Linked DNA regions of Anas platyrhynchos: region 2 is linked to region 1. A link is a contact called in public Hi-C data. All regions are on one chromosome and are shown on one strand. Each heading gives the region's core, a stretch centred on a gene start, on an enhancer-like site or on the middle of the called end of the contact. The rest is flanking DNA. Distances are from core to core; before and after follow the strand shown.

The links. Hi-C and Micro-C count contacts between places; a contact is called where the count stands out from the background.
Region 2: a contact with region 1 is called in a Hi-C map of liver, with 2.3 times the contacts expected there. The contact joins the enhancer-like site here to the promoter of LOC101803770 in region 1. A contact is called at or near these places in 3 of 8 Hi-C or Micro-C datasets (liver, skeletal muscle and subcutaneous adipose tissue).

Annotation. Positions count from the first base shown.
Region 1 is chr15:12,706,807-12,713,292 of IASCAAS_PekinDuck_T2T, reverse strand. LOC101803770 (parvalbumin, thymic CPV3) reads left to right here and starts at 3,778. Exons shown (of 4, transcript XM_072023791.1): 1 at 3,778-5,154; 2 at 5,528-5,660; 3 at 6,085-6,194. The coding sequence starts at 5,094. It overlaps LOC113845268 (a long non-coding RNA gene), which reads right to left. Exons shown (of 5, transcript XR_011803524.1): 4 at 823-928.
Region 2 is chr15:12,787,346-12,793,499 of IASCAAS_PekinDuck_T2T, reverse strand. LMTK2 (lemur tyrosine kinase 2) reads right to left here. Exons shown (of 15, transcript XR_011803508.1): 7 at 5,396-5,529; 8 at 2,666-2,750; 9 at 1,885-2,006; 10 at 389-538; 11 at 1-141. Among named protein-coding and RNA genes, the nearest start is that of BHLHA15, 15 kb to the left of the region's middle. Within about 2 kb of position 3,994, at least 1 of the 8 cell types and tissues checked has an H3K27ac peak or open chromatin away from gene starts, as enhancers often do.

The DNA of each region.
Region 1 (6,486 bases), core at 2,529-5,028:
CTAAATATGCAGTCAACTTTTGTCAATGGAATTTTGTTCTGCTTCCCCTCTACTTAGAAGGGCACTTCTGTTCCACAAATGACATTCAGTGATTGCTTGTGATAAGGTTAACTGATTTATAGGGTAGTTTTTACTTTATACATTATTAAGGGTACATCCTCATATACAACATTCATATATCATTGACTACTGCTGAAGTCAGTTGTAGAAATCCCACTGATACCAATGTGGAGAGTCAGGAAACACAGAAATAGCTGGAAACACTTCAGTGTTATTTGCTTTATTTTACTGTGGCTTTGTACTCCGTGGGTCATAGTGAAATACAACCATGTGTAAAAGGCCTTTGGTAACAGTATAGTACTGCTGTACAGATCTGTTACAGGCCACAAAAGGCAGCATCCAGATTCTTTGACAGTCTTTAACCTTAGGGCACAGTTACTTTTAAAACACACAGAAAATCTGAACACCTTAGATTTTCAAAGATCAGTCCATCTCATACTACCTACAATGCCGACAGCAGTCAAAACCATCTTAGATGATTATGTTTAGGGTCACAATGAGAAAATAGTGTTACTGAGTCACAGAAGCACTTGCAAGTGCATTTGAAGACAAGCACATAGCATATATAATGCTAGCAGAGATCTTCCAGGACAGCTTTTTAAGTGGAAAAGTATTATGTTCATAGCCATCTCTATGAACTAGCTATGTTATTAATATTAGCATATTATCATTCTGAAATTTTCTCATTTACACACAATGATAAGGACATAACTTGAACTGGGGAAAGTGCACACGATACTGCTCCTAACACACAAGGAATACCTGTCTCTGTTTAGCTCCAGACCCACGGTGCTGTGGGATGTGTCCTGTATCTTGGATTCAACAGTCTAGATCTCTGCTCAGTCTTCAGGGTAATATCCTCTGCTTGCTGCAAAGGAAAAAAAACCTTTGTCACTGAGGCTTCTGAGGCCTGGATTACATCGTTCATTGTAATAATGTGAAGTACAGAATAAAACTCAGATAATAAACCATGTTCTTAAACCTCTCTGCTAAATGTGGTAAAAGCTATGACCCAGCAGACCACTCAGATAAGATTCTGTATTTTTTTTTCTATACAAGTAAAGCATGTACTTTGAGAGACATCTTGAAGCAGCAAGATGTAACACATGTCATTGCAGAGACCCTTTCCAGCGAGAGCAGCTATATTCACACTGAGATTCTCTGCCATCACCACTGAGACATCAGCACTCATGACCAACCACATAGGTCGACGAGTATCTGTTTTAGTTACTTCCAAGCTCATTACAAAGGCAGACTCTGTTATCCAGGATCATGATACAACTGTTCTAGCCCTAACGCTACGAGGGCTGAAAGATGGAATTGTTTGGGGTTTAGAACAGCTGCTACAGCATCTCTTTACACTACCGTAGCAGGTCTCAGGTTAACACCTCTCCTCTGATCTCATCTGAGACAACTCCTGACATTACTTTGCATCTGCTTCAAGTCATGTCTTGGGTTGATTTTCCGATTAACTGTACTTTATACCAAACAGAACAGAAAGAGTACAAAACTAGTCCACAATCTGTCAATTATTTACTGAAATACAACTTTCCTTTGTGAATTAGTTAATGGTACTTGATTTTTTTTTTTTGTTTTTGTCAGATTTCACTGAAAATTTATTTCAAGGTGAAAAGTAGAAGATTCCTACCAAGAACTTATCAATATGAACATTCCTTATTTTTCAGAACTACATCTTCAAGTTCAGTTCTAGAGGTTTGAAACGAACAAACAAAAAAGGCACTAATATTCCTGTAATGCATAATGCATGCAGAGACATCTCAGGAGGAAAACAACAGAAGTAAGTTATGGAAGTACATAAATCTTAGGAAGAAAAGCTCAACAGCACTTCCAAAACTCCCTGGTAGAGCAAAAACAAACAAACACAACAAAATAAATATTTTTTCCTTGTACTTTGCAGGAACAAGTGCAACCATTCCTGAAAACTGCAATACTCAGATTCTGTATCAGATTTTGCACTACTGTAAACTGCTCATTACCTAGCAGCTGCTCTTCTTGTGGAATAAGTATTTTTTTTCTATAGCATTACATTTCCTGCACATTATCTTATATACATTTTTGTTTACAGTTCTTAGTTTTTGAGCCTCTACAGTGATTACAATCAACTAATTTAACACATATCCCAGAAGTAAGGAAAGCAGGCAGATAGTTTTGCTGTACAACAGATTAACTAGTTAAGATATCCCTTTATATAATATAGTCATCCCTGATTATTTCATTCTAATTGTAGTAGAGGGAAACCTGTACTTCAGATGCAGTCTCATTAATGAATAAATAAATACCAGTAACTCTAGATTCTCACCTGTATCAATATACAGTGACATCAACTTGATTCTGAAATTCAGCTGTTTTAGGCTTTTGTAAATCATCTTTCAGGCAGGATTAGCATTGCTTCCATTGTCAGCATTGAATTTCAAACGTTACAATATCCCAGAATAAGCAATAATAATGACCCTGTTGTAGCAATTAGCTCACTTCTATCTGACATCATATTTTAATACAACGATCATTCTGATTACTTTACTGTTGTTGAATACTCTATGCCACATGTAAAAACATTTCAGAACCCTGTATGCCACAACACAGAGTATAAGCTAACCCAAGGCCATTCTTTGAGCATTTGCTGCTTACACTTTAATACAATGCCTGAATAAGTTGCAGACATATTTTGAACTTGAGTATTATTTACTCACCTTCATCTCATTTTCCTCTATAACACTGGCTTTTAATAATTGGTGAAGTATGACAAATCAAAGATTTACACACAGCTAGAAGCTCAGCAAGCAGCGTGTAGGAGCAAGTAAAAATAAAGGAAGGCTACTATAAAGTCCAGCAGTGAAATTCTGTTCTCAGTAGAATCAATACCATTATTACAGAGGGCAAAACATCATTTCCTGTAAAAACATTTTGGTTATAAAATACGTCAAAGGGAAGCATTATGAAGACTTGTGAAATCTCTTATTAACATGAGATGGACATAAAGGAGAAAATTCACAATGGAGTGTAAAAATGTACATAGAAGGATGGGAATTATTTCCAAGTAGTTCTGCAGAAAGCAGGTATGCACTTCATTCCTACTGCAGATTATAACAGCATGCAAATCTTAGGTAGGAAGCAATATGAACACACCGTACTAAGCAAAGAGGAAAGAACATTAAATGGAAACATTAAAGAAAGAACATTAAATGGAAAGAACATTAAGAGACCTGAGATCAGATCTTCAATATACACAAATTAGCATTGTTCAATTGGTTTTCTTCAGACAATTCTAATTGGCTTCAGCCTCTTATATCTAATAGGAAGGAGTCCTTCCAGGTCACTATAAACAGTTTTCATACTGAAAGAAATAGAAGAAAGCATTCTTCTATGCAGCTGGTATTTGGGATGCTTTATCATTATGTCTGATTATTTGTGATTTATACCTCTTTTTTTTTTTTGTACAAAAGAGATATCAAAAAACGGTAAAACTGTAATTAACTGATGTTTGCTTTCTCATGTTATTTGTGATTTATATTTCTCTATCCAGCTTCACATAAACAGATGCTATGCCTGACTTCTCTCACTGACATTAAATAAATGAGTAAAAGCACCACATTCCATAAAGCACCACAATAGCAAAGTCTGATTCCTATGATTTAAAGTAAATCTATTATTGATTTTGTATAATTTAAAATAATTGAAATAAATTATTAAGAACAACTGATTATACATAATCTTCCAAGGATACAGATTAAGAACATTAGTTTATTCATCTTTGCTTAGTTACTTGGTTGTGCCATCAAGGAATGCACTGGTTTCTGTTCTAGCCCTGACTAGGGACAGCTCTGTAATTTAGAAAACAGGACACATGAAATGAAGCCTACTGTAGAAAGATTCCCCTAAATTATGCCCCACTTCCCTCCACCCCAGTGACAAGTTATCTTTGTCAGGATGAACTGTCACCTCAAATCTTTCATCTCCAACTTCTTTTATGTGCTCCAAAGGACAGACTGACTTCAGGAAACCAACCTAGTTCTATTTCATAAGGTTTTGACTGCTGGAGTCAACTTCCAGCAAGCAACTGGAGCGTCCAGAGGTTAACTGAAAATCTTTAGCACACTTGGAGTTGGAAAGGCTATATTTTGATGGCAGAGTCACACTTAATTAATCCCAAGTGGATTTATTAAAAACATTGCACTTCTTGTCCATATTATCTTAGGATATAAATAGAAAGAAAAGTTTAATTAGTTAAGGAAGAAATTTGAGCTAGGTCTCAAATCTAACATTTGATCCATGAAACAGTAACCTAAGTAGTGGTTATTGTCACCTTTTGAATCCTTTATAAGTCGGAGTGGCAAGCCAGAGCCAACAATACTATTTTGCCTGGTATCTCCTCAGCTCTATTTCCTTTACCTAGCTGAGCAAACTACAAAGGTGAGCAGCTGACTTGAGATTGGTTAAATGATGTTACTGTGTAGAGCTGCACCAGTAGTAAGTACAATACCCATTGCTCTAAGATTTTGATTGCTGGAATTACATGTGGATGGACCATCTGTAGATAAGTATGTTTTCTTTTTATTCTTCAGAGCTGGTGGGGGAGAAAACAGAAGCAAACATTCTTGACTTTATTTTTTCCCCCACTGTCTATACTGTTATTTGTATTGCCAACTGCCATGTATTTCAGTAAGAGTCATTGATAGATTGATGGCAATATTGAGTTTAATATGATGTACTTAACCAGGATGCAGGTAATAGCTTAAAAAAGATTTTAAAATTGTACATCAACTCACAATACTGTTTACGCGTTCCATCTCATTTAGAAGTATTATTTCAGCAGTACTATTTTTACAGAAGTAGCGTACTAGATCTTCTAATTTGCTTAGGAACAGCAGCAATTTCAGTCTGATCAAATAGGTTCATCTAACTTTAGAAATCATTAACCAGTATTCCTCAAAACATAGAAAAAACAATTTGTTGTAAGATGCAGTTGCATTTCATAAATCTGTTTGCAATATATTATTTTGAACAGGTTTAACATGAGCCTCACAGACATTCTAAGCCCTTCTGACATTGCTGCTGCTCTGCGGGACTGCCAAGGTGAGAAAACAATTAAAACTCTAAAAATCTATTATTTTCTGTAACACATGGCAAGTCTAATTCAGTCCCAAAAGCATACTGAACAAGCACATACTCAACAGACTTCTGTTGTCTCTTTCCGTAGCAGCTGTCACAGTGCATTTGTTCATGAGATTTCAATTTGTGGGTGGTTTGAGATTGTTTGTAACCTATCGCCCTGATTTCTTGATGTTTACCTGGGCATTGTGCAGTATAGCAAAATGTATTCTTTGTCAGCCTTCACCTACTGTTCATGTTTAGAACAATTAAAATGTAACAAAGCTGCATCCTCAGACCATTTAGGAGCAGTAAACATAGTGGTCTGGGGTTAATTTATTTATTAATTTATTTTCAGCTCCAGATTCCTTTAGTCCCAAAAAATTCTTTCAGATCAGTGGGATGTCTAAAAAGACCAGCAGCCAGCTCAAGGAGATCTTCCGGATTCTTGACAATGACCAAAGTGGCTTTATCGAGGAAGATGAGCTCAAGTAAGGATTTTCTGGGTTACTTTGCCTAGTAAGAGCCTATCCACAAATTACCACTTTTTTCTTTCCAGAACTGTTCCATAAAGGGGTGCCTCAGGTTATACTTAATATTGATAAACCCTTCACCAGATTGTGGATGGTGCATTTGAGCAGACAATCCTGACAGTCAAAGACAAATTAGTAAATACCTGTCATTACTGCGTAGTACAGAAAAAAAAACCAACACCTCCCTGGGGCTGGATTTTGGTAGTGGGCAGAATTCAATGTATCTGGGCTGGACTTACAAAGCAAAACTGTACATGAAGAAAATTTACCCTCCAGTGTTTGTAGTAGATAATCTATTTACAGATAGCTATCAGTGTGATGATACAGCCAACAAAAAATTGTATGCCCTGAAAAATCATAATCAAAGGTGCTTCCCACCTAGGTATTTCCTTCAGAGGTTTGAATGTGGAGCCCGAGTGTTAACTGCCTCAGAAACCAAGACTTTCTTGGCAGCTGCAGACCACGATGGGGATGGTAAAATTGGGGCTGAAGGTATTTATTTCCATATATAACTAAGATCCTCAAGGTGTGTTGTAAGTGATGCGTGATTCTTTTATATTGACGGCACGTTAATGTACCTCCAGTTAATTTGCTGAAACCCTCTCAGTACTGACCTGTGTGAGTGCAGAACTGGTCCCTGACCTTACAGCTTCATCTCTTCAACTCCTCATGCATGAGTAAGTCAAAAAGAAAAGAAAAAAACCCTACCCAGCTTCCTCACCGCCACTGATAGATTTCCAGTTGCTTTGCAAGGAACAGCTCCCTTTTTCTCCTCCCACCTACT
Region 2 (6,154 bases), core at 2,745-5,244, 80 kb before region 1:
TTGAGAGCATTCCACTGCTGTTCAAAATCAATCTCTGAGTCCCTTTGGCTTTGCATGCGAAGGTAAGTTAAAAGTCTATGCACTTCTTCTGCTGTTGGTCTCTTTTCTGGAGGTAGCCAGCAGAACTGCAGAACTTCATACCTATAGAAGTAAGAAACACCTTTCAATAGGTTCCACAAGGAAAAGGATTTTATAAACAAATCAGGTACCTAAATACTAAAAAGCAACAGCAGTATTACTGGCAGGAATTTCCATCTATAGCAACTCTTCATTTTCCATAGGGTGCCTTTGCCAGGAACATTTAATTTCAATATACTTTTAAGAGAAATGGGTAATATGAAAAACATACTCAGAAACTTTAAAAATAATTTAAAAAAATAAAGTTTACCATCTATCAGAGTACGGCTGCTCCAGATGTGGCTTAAAAAGTTTAATCTGCTTCTCCTTGATGACATGGGTTAGGACTTCCCTGTCAGAGAATTCTGAGTAAGGCTGAGCAGCATTCTCAAACAGCTCCCACAACGTTACACCCAGGGACCTAAAAAAGACCAGCAAAGTGACTGTACGTTCTAAGAACTAAGTTGCTCTCAAGAAAATAAGGATCATGCAAGAACAGGCAAGAACCACCAAATATCTCATGGCTCCATAATAATTTCAGAATTGGTTAACCCATTTCAAGTGTGCTTCACAGAATGTTAAAAGCCTCAAAAACAAAGTTCTTTGAAGGCCAGTTCCAACAAAGATAACAAAACGAGGACTCAAGTGACTTATTTATGGAAGAAACTCCTGCATATTAAAGAAAAGTAGGAAATGCCTATTTAAAACAGAGGAACAAGAGCAAAAAAAACTATGGCTTCACTGAAGACTACTACTGTTGGACAAAACCGCACTTTGAGTCAAACCACTCGAAAACGCAACTGTTTGGGACTTCTTTAAATTGGTATCTGAACTACTCAGAAGCCTTGTTTTCGCTCAGTGCTGTATGCAGATGACATGCAACATTAATCACATTTTCAGTGCTTAGAGCTGATCCAGATCTTTGGGCAACCTTTTCTTGCCTAAAATACACAGTAAATTCTACTACCATAGAATAATTTAGATCAGAAGGGGTCTCTGGAATCATCCAGTCCAAACCTAGTCAAAGCAGCTTTGTATAAAAGGCACTGAGGTTCAATTTGGAATGCTTAAGACTCTGGCTGCTGGTAGTTTAGATAAACAGTATGATTTGAGGAACTCTGCTTGAAGGATACAAGGAAAAAAGTATTGAAATCATTTATATCTATCTCACTTTCTGAGAATCTTGTTTTACATTAGCAAATAAAATCTAGTTTATCATTCAATACCTTTAAAATATAAAAGCAGGAATTTAGCTACAATGTTTTCAGAAATGGTAACCTAAGCCTCGATTTCCATTATCCAAATTTTCCTGGACTTGAGAACTGAAGTGGAACTTGGCAACTTCAAAAAATGTTCAGGATTTTCTCTAGTCTCTCTCTATAAGCTCTGTGGTAACAGAGACTAACCTTAATGGGATTCTAGTAGCATCTACCTCAAGATTTTCTGTTACATCATCCACAGCTACTAATGAAAAAAATACCTTCCTTTATAAACATTTGAAGGAATTTGGCAAATTAAGTAAATATTTTATTAGTATAAACATCTATTCTTCTGCTATACATTTCTCTTAATCTAATTGTTCTCGCAACAAATTTTAGGCAACTTTCCAAAGCAAGATACAGTGTCAGATTTGTAGAGATTAACCTACTGTACATCTGATAAAATAAAAAAAAGCACTGCGTCAGGCCAATCATAAATATTTACTCCTTTATGTAACATTTGAAAATGTATTCCAAAATCTCTCTCAAACTATTATTTACTACATACCATATGTTACTGTATTTATTTTGCTCTGCTGATAACAGTCTGTCTTGAAAACTTGTTATTAACTCAGGTGCAGTCCATCGGAGAGGAACGAGTTTCTTCTCATCTGTCTCAATATAATCTTCCTATATTATCGACAAAAAAAAAACAGAAAGACTGAACAAACATCGGGACAACTTCCAGAAGCTGACTATCTTTTTTTCCCTAATCTGTTTTTATGTGATCACTACGTGTAAAATGAGAACTAAAAAAGTAATCTCATTTTACCAAAGTAAAAGAGAATAAAGCTAGAGAAAATAGGCATTCAAGAAATCCATTTCTTGTATACAATAAAATTGAGTATCAATTTTTGTTTAATGTTTGGTACTCAAAACGTTGAACACTTCGCATTTTTCACTTTCTTGGTATATGTAAGTATTTCGAACATTTTCATTAAGCAATTTGATAGCATTTTTCCTTTCTTAGAACATTCAAATTTTTTGGCATAGCACCTGTCAAAATCATTATTTTAGGGCTACTGCACAACATGACATACAACATAAATTTAACCAGAAACTTCTATAAGCAAGAACTCCATTTCTGGAAAGATCGTTTATTCCATTACATGACCTTGCTACAGTTCTTTGCCAGTTACTCTGAGAAGTTCACTATTCAGAAAGATAAAAAGGACTATGTGGGATCAGTTCACGACCTTATAATATGCTTGTTATAATCTCAGGCTTTCAAATCCTTCAAAAAAAATTTAACGTACATTAAATTTAATGTACATTACCAATTAACTTACCTTATATCTACTGAATCCTATACCATAATCTCCTACTTTGATATTTAAATCAGATGTAAGAAAGCAATTTCGTAAGGCCAAGTCACTGCAATGGCAAACAAATAAATAGTAAGAACAAACCAAGAAGTCTTCAATTAAAAATAAGACAAATGGGTTAAAAGAAGTAACACTACTCAGAAGAGTCAGACCACAGCTTGAAGTATCAAATTTAAAAAGCCACAAAATTTTACAAAAATAATCAAAAATACACACATTTACAGGTTACGGTAGCCAAGTGACAGGTGCAGATTAGTAATATGAAATAACTAGTGCTAAGGATTCAATATCCACACTATATACACTTCGGTAATTTTATTCAGATGAGCTGTAGCCTGGTCCCATAGACCAAAAGGCTCGTAAAAGCTGGAGCAAGTTAAGCATGCACCTGAAGCTACCTCTCCGATTCTCTTTGGATATAGTTAAACCAGTCCATGCACTCCAGAAGATCAACTCAATACAAGCCCAGGCACAGTAACTGGCAACAGTAGGGAGATTCATTTCAAAAGCACAATTTTGATTCAAACTAAACGTGCAGATAGTTCTTCTGTTGCTTGTATTTTCATCAAGTTTTAAGAATATATATAAAGCAACAATTGATTCCCAATTTCACTAGGAGACTGCAGACACCGTAGTTCTGTCACTCTTCACTCATACTAAGCAACCAGTAATATATTAAACACACATAAGTTCCTCTAAATAACAGTCACATGTTACATTTGAACTAGAACTATACATAGTCTTTGAGAAAGACCATAAGAAGAAATCATGTTTCATAAAAGTTCCTTTAATAAAGGAACAAAAAAGCTCTTGAATATACATTTCCAGTTTCCACTATAAACCAGACAAGTGCTCATAGCCAGCACTGTTGCTGTAATAATAGCAAGAATCTTTTGTAGAAATCCCATCGTGCAAACTCAGAAATCTATGCAAGTTTAATGAAACTGCATGCTTACTACGAAACTATAGCCATGACAGCAAAGAGTTCCACATGCTAATTGCTCAAATATTTTGCTTCTCAGTTCCACAGAAGGGTACTAGGCAATTAAGTGCACTGGAAGAATTCTACCATTGCTTCTGTGTAGATTTAAAAAAAGTAGTCTCTGAAGTGTAGATGGTCTGAAAACCATACAATTTCCCTACTTCAAAAGAGTAAGTTTTTTTTCCACTTTGAGAACCGTTGAACCTCATGGGTCAGAAACATTTGTAACCTTCAAGTACGCTCCAAAGCTTTCCAACTTGTATCATACTATTTAAATAAATATCCCAGAAGAGAAGATAAAGTTTAGCTGCTAGAATTTACCACTAACAACAAAATCACTGATGCTGGAGTTTTACCACTTACTCTGACAGCATCAGGATAGTGCTGCTAGAAGTAAACATTTACAGTGATAATTTTGGAGATCCAAAGAATAACTATTTATCAAGTTTTAACTGTACTTCACTGAAAACACACTGTTAAATTTAATACCTACAAAGCCACGCTGCTGCAATACAAGAAACAGTGATCACTCAGTTTAGAAGGTACAACTGGTACTACCTTCAAGTAACTTGAAATTGTTAAACAGGTTAAAAGCTCTGCTTATCTGGCACCAGCTGAGTCTAGGATTGGGGGATTTCTTAGGGTTTTGTTGTTTTACACATGCACTTTTTAAGACTGAAGTTTAATAGTTCAGCTTCTCCCTGAACACAAGGTCTCCGCTTTCTCAAAGTAGTACAATGCATTGACCAGCAAATTCCTGACATGCTGAAAGGGATGATACAAGTGCTGTTTCTACAGCAAAGAACAGGCTGACCCAATACCCACACAGAATAAACTATCCTGAGATATATCAGGTTTCATCAGGTAAGCCATGTCTGGAGAGCAAGTACTCTAATATAACATTACAAGTCTAAGCTTGATGTCTCCAGCTCCTTAACAACTTTACAATTAAAGCAAAAAAAAATTTTTTGTCATAGTTCAGAGCACTGAGCTTCATGACTGCATTTTTCTTACCTGTTAAAACTACTGCCATTTTTTCAGTAGTAACTGCATCATCTTTTAATAAAATAAAGAAATCCAGGCCTTCCCCCACCACTAAAATGAAATTGTTCTCCCATTTTGATCTGACTAGCTCCATTACTTTAGATTAAGAGACACTGAAGATAAACAGTGCTTTAGCAAGAGATCACCTACTTCAGTCAGATTTTTCAATTTAAGTCAGCTTCTCCCTTAACATATTAAAAGAGTAGCAACTTTTTTTTTCCATTTTTAGTAACAAAGGTAATGGATTACAAAAATTCTAAATTGTTATAATCTACAAAAATACAGTCCAAAAGATTGATTCTAACAACATTTTAGTTTTATCCCCCCAACCCCTAACACACATACCCCCAACAAAACAAACTTAATTTGTGCAAGAATTAATCAAACAACTACATCTTCTGGATTGGCCTAGCAGTAGGCTGTGTTCTGCAGTCTGCAGATCACCTAAAAAGAAGGTGATCAGCTTACAGTTGCACAAAGACTGTAAGACCTTATCACTGCAGTTAAATTAGCATCTTCAAAAACATCACACCTTCCTGACATAGGATATGTAAATTAGATGAAAGTCTATTAAACTAGTGTCTTTAAAATGTGCCGATTTGAATGAAAACACCTACATGATTTTTGGAGTGCACCGTAACAAAGAGTAACTTATCTGGAAAACGTACCTATGCACAAAATTATGCTTATGCATTACAGCAAGTCCAGCAGCAATCTCACATGCCATTCTCTGTAGCAGCATTATTTGTGAATCTCCTTTAATGTGGTCCTGCTCGTTGCAAATATAAGTTTTTAGGTCACCCTGTAAAAGAAGTTGTAAATACTTAGCCTTGTGTATTAGGTGAATCTAAACAATACTTCATGAAGAGCCAGCTAACTAACTACGTTACTTATTTACCAGTGAACAAGGTTAGTACTAGTTATAAATAGATTTGTGCTTAATAAAGAATCTCCTTAAGTTTCAGTCATCACTTGTATAAGAAGTCATGTAAGGCATATGGTATTGTCCTTTTAAGGGTTTTTAATCACATCATTTAGGAGTTAATAATCTAAATCACACTGCCACATAAAACATAACTGTCATACAATAATACTTTCCATTAAAAATGTGATGAGCTTCTGTGTGTGTTTTTTTTATTTTTTTTATTTTTTTTTAATTTTTTTACATGTGATCAATTTCAATTGCTCCCCATCAGCAGTTGTCTGTCTGGCATATGAAAGGGGATGGAAGGAAGAGAGCACAGAAAACTGTTTTAGACATTGCCAGCTCACGAGAGCTTTAGATATTAAAAGACCATGATACAGCCCACTCCCATCATTCAGGCACCAGAGGATGGCAGTAGTTTTGTTGAACCTAGGCATTGCTGATCAGCATCCATACAACTTACAAGCCTACAGAAGCACTCCATAAATTACAAAAAAAAAAA